Linked DNA regions of Mus musculus: region 1 is linked to region 2. The links are chromatin contacts, called in public targeted proximity ligation maps. All regions are on one chromosome and are shown on one strand. The core of a region is the stretch at or near the end of the contact, and the rest is flanking DNA. Distances in the headings are between cores, read along the strand shown.

What was found.
Region 1: a contact with region 2 is called in a targeted proximity ligation map of the NIH/3T3 cell line, with 9 read pairs. A contact is called at or near these places in 3 of 130 datasets of targeted methods (the NIH/3T3 cell line, bone marrow-derived macrophages and pancreatic cancer cells).

What each region holds. Positions count from the first base shown.
Region 1 is chr15:58,776,208-58,778,907 of GRCm38.p6, forward strand. No RefSeq gene overlaps it. Among named protein-coding and RNA genes, the nearest start is that of Gm41329, 18 kb to the left of the region's middle.
Region 2 is chr15:58,553,898-58,556,693 of GRCm38.p6, forward strand. The region is part of intron 6 of Fer1l6 (fer-1-like 6 (C. elegans)); the gene reads left to right. Among named protein-coding and RNA genes, the nearest start is that of Gm36451, 42 kb to the right of the region's middle.

The DNA.
Region 1 (2,700 bases), core at 99-2,598, 220 kb after region 2:
AGGGACGCGTGCCTATAATCATCACATTTACAAGGTGGAGCCTGGAGGGTCAGGAATTCGAGGCTGGCCTCAGTCACAAAGGGAGTTCACTCCAGGTCACCCTGGGAGGCATGAAACAAAGTCTTAGAAGAGAAAAGGAAGCTATCTTGGCCCCAGCATGGTGGTACACGGCTATAATTCCAGCATCAGGCAGGAGGAAGCAGGGACAGAAGCAAGTTCAAGGACAGAGTAGGCAAACCCTGTCTCAAAAATGAAATGAAGTTTAAAAAAAAAAAACAAAACAGTCAGTTGATTGCTTCGGTGAAGAAAAAGCAGTTTGTAAAATCCAGTACACATTTATGATTAAAAAACAGACATCCTACCAGATAGGACAGAAATTGTTACTCCGGTAAGAAACATCTATTAAAAAAAAAAAAGGCAATTTTTTTTTTTTAAGAAACTATGAAAATTTCCACTCTTGACGCTCCTGCTCAAAAGCTGAAGGAAGAGGCACTGCCCACGCTGTGTTGATGATCTCCAGCAAAATCCTAAGCCAAGCACAGCATCTCAGCATAGGAGAATCAACCTCTCACAACCAGGCGGACAGGTGACTACCCAAGTCAGAAACAGAAAAGACCACACAGGCAAATGACTACATAAATAAGCAGCTTGAGCAAACAAAACCTATACAGAAGCTGTACATAGAAAACAATTAAATGCTATTTATACGTGACAAGGACAGTAAATATCCAGAAAGAAAAGACCTAGAAGAAACAATGAGCCAGAAGAAACTAGAGAGCTGGTTTTACACACACACAAAAATCTATGAACTGCTGTTGGATTCAAGATGGAGGATGAATTACACACACAGAGAAGAGTTGTTGAAAATGCATCTTCCCAAACTGAGTTGGGAAACAGTGCAATTGAGATGTGCCAGTATGATCTTGTTGGTTTGCTGGGTTTTATGCTGCAACAGGCTGGCTGGTATCTGCAAGTTGGCCTTAAACTGTATACAGAACACAAGGGACCAATTGGGGCACAAGCAGTGTCAAAGAATTATTTGGCAGAATATAACTAGCTAGGGGGAAGAACAGAAAATGAAGGAGTTCAAGTATGTGCTCTATCAGTACTACTTCTTCCATAATGAAGTATCACAGATCACAAATGCATTAACTCATGGCTTGTAGGTCAGAAGTCTTGTGGGCCTGGCTAATCTCTCAGCACTGGGTCTCACAAAGACAAAATCAAAGTGCCAGGGGCTTTGTCACTTTCTGGAGTTTCTAGAGGGGAGCCCATTTCCCTGCTCGTGCAGGAAGCTGGGGATATAAATTCTCTGTTTTCTTACTGACTCAGCCTCTGGAGGTGGTCCAAATTCCTTGGATCATGGCCTCTTTCCTCCATCCTCAAAGATATTAACAGAGCTGGGAGTCACTCCCTTTTTCCTATACTGGGTACTGAATTATCCACATCCTTAATGCCGCATGCAAACCCGTTATACAGCAGCCTCTCAAGTTCCAGGGATTCGGACCCAGCATCTTCAGTGTGTATGCGGAAACATTTGGGGGCATACACCTCGGTGCACCTTTGGTTTTTCTCTTTATCCTATTTTCTGATGATCACCTTCAGACCCCTCCTTCTGTTGGCTCCTCAGTTCTAATCTTTTCTGTGAAGCCTTCTGCTTTTTCCTTTCCATCCTAAACAGGGCCCATTTCCCAGAGTTTCCAAGGGAAAGCCACAGTTTGAGAACCCAAAGCTCTCTTGGGTTCTGTACTCTTGTAGAGAGCTTTTAAAACTACAGAGGCCAAATCGCCCACCAAGTAGAATGTCAGCCTCTAGGCTGAAGGCAGCTACAGAAGCTAGCTAGCTCAGCTCACGGATGCCCACTCATCTTAGGCTTCCCTTTGTCAAATTCTTCAAATAGGTGAGCCCTAGTCTTCAGCCACATTTTCCGCTGGATGGCCAGGATGGATTTTTGCTGGGTAATGATCATTGCAAGAACTACTGACCACTGTATCCCAACTCTTTCTCTGCCTGAATGGAAATGGTTGGCACATGCTACGTGTGTTGGATCAGGTGTTTTCCATGTATAGGTTATCTGATACCAAAGTGTCACTTAAAGACAGGACAGGATGCTGCTGTTCTTGATCAACAGTCACTGCTCAGGAACTTGAGCCTTCTCCCAGATGGGTATCTTCACACTGAGGGGACAGGTGAGGTATGAATATGTGGTAGCCAAAGTGACAGATTGTGAGAGACAGCTGCCTCCTCAGACATCCTTCTCATTTCTTGCTACAGACTTGGTCACTCAGAATGGAGACAACTGTAAGCTTCTAGGTAGAAATTTGAGAGACGTGTCACATAGTGATTTAAGTCACTTTGAGCCATTTACCTTTTTTTAATTCCTTCTTCCTGTGCAGGATGTGGATATAACTGATGGGACTCAACCAACCATTTTAGACCATGCATTGACTTTTAAGTATAAAATTTATACTTGAAACAACAGGACTCTAGGTCTCTAACCATTTTCTGAAGTGTAACCCCTTTACCAGGTCTGAACAACATGCTGTGATAATGTTATTATACAGGACACAAGTTTCTGCCTCGTTTCTGGTATTGTTATCCTGGGATTTCAATATCTGTACCTGGAGCTAATGTAATCAGGATGGTTCAAACCACAGTTCTCAAATTGGAGGTGTGATCTGCAGAGTTTCAGTGTTTGTA
Region 2 (2,796 bases), core at 199-2,698:
GACACAGAGCCATCTCAAGGGAATCTGCACTTCTTGGAAGCAAGAGGTAAACTACAGTAAGCATTTGTTAAGAGGATGTGGGAATAATGGAACATATGCTACAGATGACATCTTAATTGGCTGCCATTTTTCAGTTGTTTCTTAAAAATCAAGTTAATGTTGTTTTTCTCTTGGGGTGATATCTACCCTAATTAATCACAACCATCTTTTCCTCTAGTCAGTGACAAATAGAGAAACAGGAATAGAAACTGGGGACAGTTTGCATATGTCAGTCTTGTCACTGATAACACCCAGCGGGCAGAGAAAATGAGCATTTCAGCATTCTTAAAAGTTGCCTCTGAGTGTGGACCTCGGGACCTTTCCAAGGGAGAATTTTGATCTGCTAGACAGATCTTTCTCAGCCTATCCAGGGAGGGAAGGTTAACCACAGATCCAGACTGAAGAGTTGAAACAGTGGGAGCTCCTTGTGTTTGCTGGGGTATGGCCATGTACCTCGTTCATGAGTGGCAGGAATGGAAAGGGAAAATATAAATGCTGAAGTCATATTGTCCTAAGTGAGAGCAGAAGTGGCCAACTGGGCCCATTGCCAACTGCACACTATTCAGGAGAGGGTCAGAGAACAATAGGTGGCAGATGGTGACATCTATTACTTTAATCTCAGAAAACAGCCACTTCTTCCATGAAGAGAGATTTGAGGCTGGGTGTAGGGCAGGGGTTTGAGAGTAATTAAATGCTTTGTTTTAAAGACTTCTTAAAGAACAGGACAGTGACTTTATGTTGGTAAAAGTGCACAGGGAATAAGGCAAGGGTTCCCTCAACAGTCACAGCAACTCTGATTTCCTTCCCTGTCCTGTTTTTCTCACCTTCTCACATATGTATGGATATGTTATATGACCTCTAACCTCAGCTGAATGTCATAGTCCTGTCTCAAGGCCAGGGTCCCAGTGGCATCATGATACAGTCCTTCCCAGGAGCATTAGAAGAATGTGACTCTTGAGAAAAGAAAAGCCACCAAGAACCCAACATTCTTAGCATCTGTTGCAGGCGTAATGACATGATGCAAAATATATTTTGGGAGCTGGGACAGCTCTCAGAACTTTGTGCTGTCACTCCATCTGCCACCTGATGAGAGTGGCTCTTAGAGCAGCTAAGTTCATCACCAGGTTAAGTCACATCGACAACAAGAGCCATGACTGTATGCGGGACACCTGGAACTTTAGACATTGGATCAAAGCTTGTCTGCATGTTTCATTCCTTCTCTGGGAGCAGACACTGGCTGTTCTTAAAAAACTCCTAGGGAGAGAGACCCGAAATTTTAAAGGAAACCCCCTCCCTCTAATGTTTAATTCAGCTTACTGCTAGTTCACAAATTGAAAGTCAGTGTGAATGAATGAATTCAGTGTTAAAGGGAGATGACTCATAGTTATGTATTCTCAATGCTTAGACAGTTATGAGTCCTTGTATTAACCACTGTCCACCACAGAATCTGACCAAGGCAGAGAGCAACTGCACAGATGTATATGTATAAATGTAGATATTTAGACAGTCATTTGACAGCACGGGGCATTTAGGAAAATAGCAATAGTAGGTTCTCTTCTAGGACCTATCACTTTCCTGTCCATGGGTTTTTTGACCATGTTTATATTACTAGGCATACATTTTCTCATGGAGAGCAGTCCTCAAATTGAATCAGAACGTGTTTGGCTACTCAGAGTCATGAGACTGTTACACATGTAAGAGCAAGCCAGTCAAAATTCCAGTGTGAATGGGAGAAGGCCTGGTGAGGCTCCACCCCAGCTGAGGAACTATTGGCAGATTTCTGGAGGGGGAGTGGCGTTACTCTTAGGAGGACAGCCACTGCTAGGTTGCCTATGTTCAAGTGGATAGCCCCAAAGCCAAGCACATATGGGCAGCATTAATTGGACTCGATAGGATCTTTAAAAAGGGGGTTGGGGACATGCATTTGGAAGGCATACATGTTAGAGGGTTCCAGGAAGAGTTGGGGGGGGGGAGAATGAGGGTGGATGTGATCAAAATATATTGTCTATTTGTATGAAATTCTCAAATAATAAATTAAGAATATTATTAAAAAGGTGTGATATGAGGTGACTGTAATTAGATGCTCTTGGGACAGCCACAGTATAATATTCCCTGATGGGACCATAGACTATTTTCCTTTAACAGTATCCCAAGGAACAGAACCCGATGACACCGTGTGTGGCACATCTCCAGGAGCCTAGTAATGTCCTAGTAGGCTTGGCTGGCACTCAGTCTCTAGGCAGACACCATAAAGAGATCTCCTGTGTGGTTGGAAGAATCATTTGAGAGTCTTTCATTTCATCTTCCACAGGGACTTTTACCTTGTGAAAGGAACTTGAGACAGGCCTTAGGGAGTCATGTTAGCCACAGAAAACAAGGCCGGTAACAGAGGCAGCTTTTTGTGTGCTGTCTTAAATAGCTCCTCTACTGCAGCCAAGCTGTCCTTGTTTCCCCTCTGTTCTCTGACACTGGAAAATCACAGCCAGAGAATGAGAGAGCGAGAAAGAGAGAGAGACAGAGACAGACAGACAGACAGACAGACAGACAGACACACACACACACACACACACACACACACACGCACGCACGCACACGCACACAGAGAGAGACAGAGATAGAGAGTAGGAAGAGAAATAGGAATGGCTGTCATTTCTTGAGGTCAGCTGATTTTCTTCTTCCCACTGCCCCTGGCAACATGAGCTATTCAGAAGCTACTAGACTCTATCATTCATCCTTCTTTAAACCATCCATTACGTA